2 separate regions of the Rattus norvegicus genome follow, and region 2 is linked to region 1. Evidence: chromatin contacts called from public Hi-C data. All regions are on one chromosome and are shown on one strand. The core of a region is the stretch at or near the end of the contact, and the rest is flanking DNA. Distances in the headings are between cores, read along the strand shown. Region 1 has its middle 320 kb from the start of Pitrm1. Region 2 overlaps Klf6 (KLF transcription factor 6).

What was found. Hi-C and Micro-C count contacts between places; a contact is called where the count stands out from the background.
Region 2: a contact with region 1 is called in a Hi-C map of Schwann cells, with 2.8 times the contacts expected there. The contact joins two enhancer-like sites.

The regions. Positions count from the first base shown.
Region 1 is chr17:69,054,370-69,060,311 of GRCr8, reverse strand. No RefSeq gene overlaps it. Among named protein-coding and RNA genes, the nearest start is that of Pitrm1, 320 kb to the right of the region's middle. Within about 2 kb of position 2,816, at least 6 of the 93 cell types and tissues checked have an H3K27ac peak or open chromatin away from gene starts, as enhancers often do. A contact at or near this core is called in Schwann cells, where this site is marked.
Region 2 is chr17:69,446,308-69,452,015 of GRCr8, reverse strand. It overlaps Klf6 (KLF transcription factor 6), which reads left to right. Exons shown (of 4, transcript NM_031642.5): 4 at 1-2,533. Among named protein-coding and RNA genes, the nearest start is that of Klf6, 9.3 kb to the left of the region's middle. Within about 2 kb of position 2,640, at least 34 of the 93 cell types and tissues checked have an H3K27ac peak or open chromatin away from gene starts, as enhancers often do. A contact at or near this core is called in Schwann cells, where this site is marked.

The DNA of each region.
Region 1 (5,942 bases), core at 1,567-4,066:
TTTCCTAACTGTTCATAGAGATGAAGAACTGACTAAAAATTGGGACATTCATTTAGTCACGATTCAACGTGAGTCACAAGTATCTATCCCCTCTCTACAGTCCTATCTGGTTTATAAGAGACACAAACCTTGAATGGTTTGTGTCTTTAGTTTTGCTCTATCTGCATGGAGAGCAGAATATTATTGTCACACATAATCTTGCATTCAAATTTCCTTGAATAGACATCCCCGCTGAGCCTGAGGTAAGAGCTATGAAGCCAGGTACAGGAAGAGGTTAAGAGGAAGAGTAGAGCAATTCTATCCCAGTTCAGAGGGCCAAGGAAGAAAACCTATAATTTAGTGAGCATAACAACTCAGAATTCAATATTAAGGGCTCTTTTAATCTCTGAGCCATCTCCCATGTTAAAATAATTCATCGGAAGGCCATTGGGTTGAAATGGCTCTAGCATCTTGAGTTCCTGTTTAATTAAGCCGAATATCAACTCAGCATTAAGAGGAAATAAGGCTCACTCTTAACTAATGAGAAACCATTACACAATGTCCAAGTAGCCACTAGAAATGAACCCACTAACTAGATACCTCTTACCATCAAGTATTTCCTTTGACATGCTTCCACAAACTATATTCGTTTGTTGATTTGGGGCTTTTGCTTGTTTGAATGATTCATGATTCTACTATATAGGTTAGGCTAACCTATATTGCTCAGGTCAGCCCTGAACTCATGGCAATCCTCCTGCCACTGTTTCAGAAGTGCTAGGGATACAAGGTCGAGATATAGCTTTCATAAATGTCTCTTCTTGCGTCCTTGGTTCACTCGTTAGTTAGTTAGGGTCATATGCTCATGATATTTTAAAGACTTTTGTATCTAGATACAATAGATATTTCCTCTTTACATTTATTATGCTGTACTACATGAGGCTATCCTTATGCAAGTAACAGTATACATTAGGAATACTCCCATGCCCTGCTATGTGTCCTTACCTTTACTCCTGACCACATTAGATGCCTCTGTCTCTGACTCTGTTTTATTTCTGCTTCCATGTCATTTGTCAACAGATGAATTTTCAAGTGAAGAAGCAGCCTACGGGATGGAAGAAAATGTTTGCTAGTACTCAAAAAGGTAAAGCCAAGTACCTCTTGGGAACCTTCCTCTCGGCTCTTCTTCTGGGGCCCTGAACACTGAGGGCCAGCCATCATCAGCCTGACTATGGAGCCATCATTGGCTGCTCAAACAACCTTTTTTTTCTTTTTAAATGTACTACATGCATCGATTTGTGTGCATGTGCATTCTCTCTCTCTCTCTCTCTCTCTCTCTCTCTCTCTCTCTCTCTCTCTCTCTCTCTCTCTCTCTCTCTCGTGTGTGTGTGTGTGTGTGTGTACCAGAGGATGACTTACTGGAATCATTTCTTTCCTTCCACCATGTGAGGCCCAGAGATTGAACTCAGGTCATTCAGTTTGGCAGCAAGATCCTTTAGCCTCAGAGACACCCACCCATTCCTCTAACTTGTTAAAATGTAAATCTAACCGTATTTACCTCTTAATATCCCCCAAATGATATCTTACTGGAGTTAAAATTTTTCATTTAATCATTCAAACTTCAAAAGATAGTCGGCCAAGAAGTGATGTTTCCCCCCCTTAGATTTTCTTTCGATACAACAAAAGCATTCTCTCGGGTGTTGCAGATCAAATCCCAGTTTCTCAGGACTTTTGTTTTGTTTGGAAGCTATTGCTGGGATCTCACTCCATCCTCCTCTTTACTCCCCTGGCCTGAGTGGTCCCCTGAGAGCATGGGGATGAGACATTTGGAGCATGGCATAGCAAAACCAGGCAGGACATAGAGTCAAGTGGGACACTCTCGAAGTGTGATGGTGTGCCATCTCCAGAGAGTACATCGCAAGTATTTTCAGAGGTGAGAATGGACAAGGAACAGAGACCAGAGGGAATGGTGTCCTGTCTACATGCTGTGGTGGGATGTGGACAGTTTCCTAATGTTTCCAGACAACTTTCCTGAAGGGCATTTCACTCTGGGGCGGATTGACAGTCTCCTTTGAATTAACTCTTAAGGTAGGAAACAACGGCATGCCATTTTTTGTTTTTGTTTTTGTTTTTAAATCATCTGATAATCTTTACGTCGGTCTTGAATCACTACAAAGGACACAAAATTTAGGACTCAGATCTCATTCTTTTGAGCAGTCATCAAAGTCCAGCAGATTTAGCTATTGTTTCAACAAGCTGTTGATTTTGAAGGGGTCTGTCCTCAATAACCTCAAGGACACTAATATCTGACTAGCCAGCTAGCTGACAATAATATTATTTTTCTAGTTATCTGACATGAAACCATTGACTAGAATAAATAATAGTGCTTACTGTGTCATCTCTTTGAATCAGAAGGGAGGATCCATGCTGGGGACAAATGCCAGAATCAACGTCTGGTGTCTCCAGAGCACAGGAAAAAACCAGATCCTGCTGTGTCAGTGTTTACTATTGAAGGGAATTTAATTGGAGTGAAATTGATATTGTTAAGAGCAATTTCTTTGTTGCATATGACTGTATTTTATCTCAAAGCACTGCTTGTGCACTGCAGACACACACGTGAGCACACACACACAGAGAGAGAGAGAGAGAGAGAGAGAGAGAGAGAGAGAGAGAGAGAGAGAGAGAGAGAGAGAATACTGCACAGCTTCTGCTCCCATTGCCATCCGGACTCCTCCCCCACCGTGTTATGAGAATTATCAGAGTCTACACATTCTGAATGGTGCTCACAGGAAGTTGCTTTGTTTAGAACACAAAAATCACTCATGGTCCAGCTGCTTTCCCTGCTGGACAAAAAAAATGCCTCTGAGATGATGTAATGAAATGTATTTGAATAAAGTCCTTACACTGGTGGGAACTATTTTAAACTGAAAGGAAAGAATTTCTCTTCGGTGATGAAATTCTTACTCCTCTGAATGCACTTGGAGAATCCTTCTAGATCTACAGTTTTTACAACAACTGAACCCTGCTATCTAGCAGGATTGAATTTAGTTCAATGATAGAAAACTGCAATTATGCATGGCTTTGGGGGAGACTTCTAACACCGTCATTCTTCCACACCATCAACATTGAACTGTGATTGCTGGAATATTTGGTTTTATGCCATTTTAGATTGTTCTCCTTAGTTGTGGGATTTCTGGATTTGTTTATTATTTATAAATGGTGCTATGTGTTCTGCCCATTGTATACAGGTGGCTTGATAGTTCTCTCTGGTGAATTCAGTCTTTGATTTTTCGGATAGTACTGCCATCCATGAATAAACACAGTTGCCAAGAGGTCACTTTGATAATTTCTTACATGGTATTGCCCAAACTGTGACATATATTTACCTCACTTTCCCAGATCCATTCTTTAGTCAGTTACTTAATTTCCTCACCACCAGCAACTTTCTATATATTAAGGTAATATGAGACTATATTTCTTATCTATTTTTGTATGAATATGAATCCTATTACACAAAGAGCAGTGTAAGAAAATAAATGGAGCTCTTTGATCAATACGCTGAACAAAATTCATACCTGTCATTCTCTCTGTCTCTTTTTGTGTGTGTGTCTTTGATTCTGTCTCTGTCTCTCTGTTTCTCTCTCTCTCTCTCTGTCTGTCTCTGTCTGTCTGTCTGTCTGTCTGTCTGTCTCTCTCTCTCTCTCTCTCTCTCTCTCTCTCTCTCTCACACACACACACACACACACACACACACACAGGGGGTGCATAGAACACAAATTCCAGGAGTGTCTCTAATCTAATTCAACACTAAAAGCCCAATACTAAAGTATGTGGCCAGAACACAGGATGGAAGGCTTCCGGTGTGCACTTTCTACCACATCCCTGTATATAGTTTGTCAAGGCAGGCATACGTGGAAGATAAGTATCCACCACTGATATCTGAGGTCTCATCTCTATTTAGTAGGCAAAAGGGTGCAGTGGGTCTGTTATTCCTGATTAGTAATTCTTACTTAAGAGACCAATCTTTCTCTACTAAGCCGGATACTCTGGAGATGTACCTGATGACCACTCTTAACAATCTATCTAGGTAATTCTGCTAGAGTCACAACTGAGTATAGGGGTACCCATTGAAAATTTCAATTTGTGTTCCAGAACAAAGACCTGGACCAGGAGCACACAGATAGTGAGTGAAATTTTGTTAAGAATAAAGAAATCAATCCAATCCCTAAGAAAGGAAGGAACTGGAGAGTTGGGAGACTCCAATGCTCAAATCCTGGGTACTTCCTTCCCAACAGAAAAACAAACTATGATTTTATATGTAAGTAGAATCTACTTTTCATGACCTGTACATTGCTTTCTTTTCGACTGCGTACTCTATCTCTTATACAGAGCCTTGGTGGGAAGAAGTTTTTGCAAAGTGGCTCCTTTCATACATTAATCTTGATACCTTTCCATCTATGCCCTACACTCTTGCCACAACCCCGAGGGATTATAAGATTCTGAAAAGAAAGAACTAAAATTATTTTCAGCAATAAACGTCCTAATAGGAGTCCCAGAAATAAATGATATCTAAACATTATTAGATACTTTGAAAGCTAGAGCCACTGTTAACCATTTCCTTGCTTGAAAAAAAACATATGGCTCTTAGCACCAAGACGTAGAAGTGTAGGTTCAGTGGCACATCAGCATAAAACAAACAAACCAAACCAAACCAAACCAAACCAAAACAAAACAAAAACAAAAACTTTACATAAGTTTCAATGGACGCTCTTGCTCTGGGAGTTTTAGTTGTTAAGAATGATATATTAACTGTTTCATTTTTGAGTCCTCATGGACCATTATGGTCTGAATGTAAATGTTTCCCATAAGCACATGTGTGGGAACAGTTGCTGTACAGCTAGGAGGAATGCTGCCGTGAGACACTGTGGAGTCTGTGGAATGCGGGGTCTGGTTGAGGAAATAGATTACCTGGGGGAGTGGAGGCTCAGATCTTGAGAATTACAACTAAGCCCCTTTCTATTAAAAACGTTTCCATTTACGAGTCATGTGATATATTAAGTACATGGTTTTTGCCCTCTCTACCATGTAGTTTCCAACCATGATATCTTTTCCCAGCATGATGCCACATCAAAAATAAGCCCAAATCAACGTCATCTTCCTTCTGTTGATTATCTTCCAATAGTTCATATTTATTGAATGGTTGTTAAAATGTGTGTGTAAGTCAATCCTGACTCTTTTGGTCATTTTGTTATTGTCGGTTGATTTCTCCAGGCCCCTAAACTTTTTCTTCTATCTTTATTAACTTGAGTATTTCTTATTTACATTTCAATTGTTATTCCCCTGCCCAGTTTCTGAACCAACATCCCCCTAGCCCCTCCCCCTCACCTTCTGTATGGGTGTTCCCCTCCCCATCCTCCCCCCATTACCGCCCTCCCCCCAACAATCACCTTCACTGGGGGTTCAGTCGTGGCAGGACCCAGGGCTTCCCCTTCCACTGGTGCTCTTACTAGGCTATTCATTGCTACCTATGAGGTTGGAGCCCAGGGTCAGTCCATGTATAGTCTTTGGGTAGTGGCTTAGCCCCTGGAAGCTCTGGTTGCTTGTCATTGTTGTTCATATGGGGTCTCGAGCCCCTTCAAGTTCTTCCAGTCCTTCCTCTGATTCCTTCAACCGGGGTCCCGTTCTCAGTTCAGTGGTTTGCTGCTGGCATTCGCCTATGTATTTGCTGTATTCTGGCTGACTCTCTCAGGAGAGATCTACATCCGGTTCCTGTTGGCCTGCACTTCTTTGCTTCATCCATCTTATCTAATTGGGTGGCTGTATATGTATGGGCCACATGTGGGGCAGGCTCTGAATGGGTGGTCCTTCAGTCTCTGTTTTAATCTTTGCCTCTCCCTTCCCTGCCAAGGGTATTCTTTTTCCTCATTTAAAGAAGGAGTGAAGCATTCACATTTTGATCATCCGTC
Region 2 (5,708 bases), core at 1,391-3,890, 390 kb before region 1:
ATAGTGGCGAGTGTTAAGGGTCGGGGGAGCCCCTGTCCCCCTTTCCCGTGTGAAAGGACTTTCTGGTGTCTGGTGCAGCTATAGAATGTGCATTGTGTCAAGTAGCTTGTACTGGCTACACGGAGCTCATTTGTAACCCCTTGTATAAGCTGTATTTACAAATAACAGTGGTCATTTTCCCTCACAATACAAACCAAGTCGTGCATGGTCTGGGGGAGCTATAAACTTTTAACCTTTTTAAATCGGGTCTCCAACCTTGATTCCAGTTAATAAGCAGCTATAAGATCCAACTCGTGTAGAATGATTCCCTTAAGCCATTTCGGCCTGGCAAGACACGACCTCCCCAACCCCCACCCCCAGATTCCAAATCCTTCCATTTTGTAACACTCCCCGAGTGCAAAATGATCTTGTGCAATGTAGGGTTGTATTTTCAAGGACTCAGAATTTGGATTTACTTTTTTTTTTCTTTTTTCTTTTTTTTTTTGGAGAATCTTAAGGTACCCTTTGGAGAAATTGGACACATGTCAAACATCTAAATGCTGGGGTCTGGAAATTACCGGTCTAATGCCACATTAGGCTAAGGATACAAACTTTTTTTTCTTCCTCAGTCAGGTGGATCAAACCACTAAGCTTAGAAACCGTTTTTTCTCATGCAGCTATGTCTCTTATTTATGCCTTGAGGACTATTTCTGGTTTTCTAGCTGTTAATGCACTGTTGACCTTCATAATGGTGCCTTATGCAACTGGCCCTTCTGTGGGGTCAAATACAGGGGAATGGGTGATGCATGCTTAATTAAGGCTCTTTTTTCACCTGGCATTGTACTGTATCAATGTAAAATATGGACAAAACAAAGAACAACAACGACAACAAAAAGAACACCTCTTTAAGATCCTCCACAGTGACGAACGGGTGAAAAGTCCTTTGACACGTCAACGTGTGTTCATTTCCAACAACTTGACTGTCAGTGTTAAAATGGGGAAAAAAATAGACATGGCAATTGAAAAGTAATTTTTGCTACCATGAGACTCTTTTAAGAGACCTTGCACAATTGTATAGATCACACACACACACCACACACACACACCGGCTGTATTTATTATGTAACATTGTCACACATATTAAAGATACAGAAGTATTAAACAAACAAAAAACCAATGTCAATATCTTGCTCAAAAGGCACAAGTTTTGAGTACCTGTCTAGCTATCTGTTGGTAATATTGAAAGTATACTGCTTTTTTTTTTTTGGGAAAAAAAAGTGGATGAAATTTTTTTGTGTATGTATATTTGTGTGTATAGTATGTGTATGTGTATATATATATTATATATAGATAATATATAAATATTTTTTTAAGAAGAAACTAGAATGTTTAGCTAGAAAATTCTACAGCCTGTGAAGAAGTATTTCAAAATGGCCATAAAGGAGGTTAAAAGAAATCGAAAACTATAACCTAACTTTTATAGAGGCGTTATCTTTAATTTAATAATTTGCTGAAGACATTGTCGGCATTGAGTCTATTCCAGCCTGCTGATTCTGCTAGTCATTATGGGCAAACCTGGAATAGGGTACCTTTGGCCATTCGCAAGGGACATGAACAAAATACTGGCCAACTAGCTGGACTCAGACACACAAAGGTTTTGATTTTCCTTCCAGCCTTACTAGAAGATCTAACCTAAGAGTAAGCTGATTACAGGGGTTGTTTTTTAGAATACTTTTTACGCAGATGAAACTATTTTTTTCCAGCATGTAGATTCTTCCAGCTTTTTCAAGGAGTACTTTCCCGGAATTTGGCATACCACAGCGTAAACAGCTGATATTTCTGGTATTTCATCCAGCTGCTTGACTTTTTGGGTGTGCATCTTTACATAAAGGAGACTGAGTCTGGCTGGGCTGGTATTTTGTTTGATCTTCCTGGAAATGAGCAACGATTAAAGCTCCCTTAACTGTTTTTTTTCTTGTTGTTGTTGTTGTGTTGTTTTGTCGTATCTGGCCTGACGAATACATTTCTCTACGGAACTGGTTTCGTTTTGCTTAAGGGGAAAATGCACTTTTGTTTGGCAATTCAAAATCCTAGCACTTGATTTGCTGGGTTTTGGAAAACTCCTTTTTTTGGCCCTGCTGTGTGCTTATCCACAACAATTCCATTAAGTAAGAAGGTAAACAGAAGAGAAGGAGGACTTGTGCTGGCTTGTCTCACTTATGAAACACATAGATGTTGTTGGACTGGGTGGGGCTGGGTGCCGTATGTGTCAATGCCTGTAATTTTAATAATAAGCGAGTACATTCTGTTCAGGTGACAGCTGAGCCTCAATCAAGCAGAAACTTTTGCTTGAAATTTAAAAAAAAAATTTCTATTAGTGAAATTTCTTTATTTCTTTTTTTTTGAAGCACCCTGTTATCTAAAGAATCTTTGTAAGATTTTTGTAAAATTTTGTTTTACAAGATTTTATTTGAAATTGTTTTTTGCGAGATTGTTATATTTCTGTATGAATGTATTTTTTATTCGAATAACATAAAAAGAATTCTTATCAGCATCTGGAGCCTGATTGTTTTTCTGGGGTGCAGTGGGGGGGGGGAAGGGGGGGCTGTTAAATTCCTGCTGTGTTACTCAGCCTGGCTTCCTCCCCGGGAAATCACCATTGTGCAATTCTAAGGGCCATTTGCCTAGCTCGGTCCCTGCCTTCCTCTTCTTCCTACTTTCCACAGCTGTCTCTGGAGCTAGAGGGAGGCTTTTGACATGGCTTCCCCCTCCCCTCAAATGTCCTGAATGTGTTCCAAAGCCTGGCAAAAACAGCCCTAGGCTTTTCGGGAGTGGGGCACAATAGGAAAAAACTTGTTGCATGTTTTTTTTCTTCCTGTCACTCAAGCCCGGGAGACTATTACGGTGCAGAGGACCCAGCACCATAGCTTGTCCAGTGCACTTCTGAAATCCCACAGATTTTGTTCACTTAGCTGGTAGAGCTGGGCCAGTCTTTCTGGATGGAGCTGGCGTCACACCTGGATGACTCCCATCTGGGAAGGACAGAAGTGACCAGCAAGCAGATGAAAAGGGAAGTCAGGCCAGAAAGCCATCCCCATGGACTCTGTGCAGATACTGGTTCCTGCTCCCAGAGTTCCCTGGTTAGTTCCCTAAAGTAGTGCAGAGGCCTCTCCTCACATGATTTCGTGACTTAGGAAAAATGCGTCACATAGTGAACGGTTTAAGAAAAAAAAAAAATTCCGCAACTTCTCTCAGAGCAGCGCCTTTCAGGAGCTTGAGGTGTTGGCCGCTGGTTTTACTGTGTGGACCAGTGTGACAGATGCACCTTGGAATCTGCTTTCCGATTCTCTAAGCCAATCAGTAGCCACAGGGTAAAATCAGTGAGTTTCTGCGGGGCTTCTTCAACGCATTGCCCTTTGATTCCCTAGGAAGGGTGGTCTCCATTTTAGGTGTGGTAGCGTCATTTACTAGCTGTGTGGAGTTTAGCGGATTTTTCTTATTTTATATATTTTATAATTAGGAAGGAAAATTTAAATGTGTGCCTAGATTAGCAGCTTTTTTCTTCCCTTTTTTCCCCCCTCTTTTTTTATTATCAGCAACTTGGATTGGTGGTAGGTTAGGTCTTAAAGAGCTGGTGACTTTTTTTTTTTTTTTTTTTTTTTTTTTTTTTTTTTTTTGGCCAGAATTCATGGGTGTGTGGCGTTCTGAAGCACATGTCAGGGTGACTAACAAGTTGGATTACTTTGACTGTGCAGTCTAAATAAAGTCTCCATAATGCATTCTCTCTCGGCTACTATTAAGACCGGACCGTGTTGTCATGCAAAGTCTGCTGATCAGTTAAGTTATGCTCAAATAAGGCTGTTTGGAGAACCGCTGTGCAAGGAATCAGCCACAGCCTTAGGATATTTATAGCGTATAAAGCATTTTCAGTCTGCTTAACAAATTTTTTGAAACCTAGCTAAAAGGAAGGGAACACTTTTGCTCTAACAAGCTGTGTACTTCGGGGACAATTTGCTCGGCAACAATGGGCCTCCATTTACTCCTTGCTAAAATAGTCTGGACTAGGTCACATGAATCTAGATTTTTCTATAGCACTAACATTCTGCGGTCTGGGAGTGCAGGGTGGACTTCAAATTACATGTTCACCGTCCTCAGAGTTCTTGGCCCGGACCTAGGAAAGTTTCTCTTCTGCTACAGGAGAAAGTATTGTTGGAGAAAATTGCTCTGAAAATGGAAAACAGAATGTTCTCAAACTGCCCATTACTCCGTTAATTAAAGCTAAGTTGCTTGGGCATTTGATGCTTGACAACATATAATTTTATTTAAGTAAAAAAAGAAAAAAACTAACCTCCTTTGAAAAGTGCTATTGTACCTATAAAGGAACTCAAAATCTCCCCAGGTCTCCCAAACCCCCAATTCCTTTCCTTATCTAATAGGGCCTTTGTATTGTGGCCAATGGAAGTCTCTTATTTTTATACTTTAATTGCCATAAAGAGCACAGCTTCCATGAAATTCCTTTTTAATGTATGTGGTATATTACCAGGAGCTATTAATATGGAACTATGTCTTCATATTTGCTTATTATTATTTATTGATCTGGATGTCTGTGCATGTGTTGTTTGGAGAGGGTATCAGGTACCCTCTTCCATCAGAGGAGTCACCCTATTTTTTTGAGGCAGGGTCTCTCCTGAACCCGAGGTTGGTGCCTTCCTGGCTAGGTTGGAATTGTCCCAGAGATCTTCCTGTCTCCACCCTTTAGAGCTAAGGATGGAGATATTGGCATGGGTGCTGTGATCTGAATTCTCTTGTCCTCATGACTGCCCTTAACACCTGAGCCCTCTCTTCAGTCCCTGAGCTATTTGGTTTTGTAACAATTTCCTTTGCCAGCTGGATTAATATTATGATTTTGAAATTTGATAATGACTAAGATGATGATTTTTCCCACCTTCTCATCAGATTTTAGGAAGAAATACATTTATACACGCCTTCTCTGTGCATTCATATACCTGCATATATGTGGTGCCCCATAAATAAATAATATGTCCATTTCACAAATGAGGAAAACTGAGGCTTCAGGATAGTACACCACCTGACTGAGGTGCTACACCCCAGAAACACCAGTTTTACTGCCCTGATCCAGAACAGTCAATACCAAGGACCATTTTTTTTTTTTTTGAGCATCGCCCCACCCTGTTCTCTGTCTTGCCCGATCTCTCATGGGATGGTTCTGTTCAGTTTATAGGATTCACCTAAAAGTGCTGCTACTCTCTGAAATAGAGACAGAGTGTCTTCACAATTGAGAGTCACTAAAGCTTTAAATCTTGTAACCTTAAGTAAACAGAAGTCACCATTTCAAATTGCTCTCCAGATCTGAGACAGATGGCACGTGTTTATTTTTAATGCTTAAGAATAGAGAGAGTACCATCGGGGATGCGGCATCCTGCACGCATTGGCAGGGATCACCTAATGCACGGAGAGGAGGTACAAAGAGAAGAAAAGGAGGCCCGTGCATCATGCAAACGAGGCAATCCAGCATAGTGTATTTAACTAGATTTATTCTACCAGGGTCTTTGCCATTTCACTCTAACTAATTTTAATGAGGATTCTCCAAACATCTGTGAATGAAAAGAGACAAAGAGAGGGACAAAGCTGGGTCCCACGTGTCCTTTCAGGAGGCACTTTGGGCTGAACAGTCACCGAGGCATCCTCACTGAAAGACAGATGTCCCT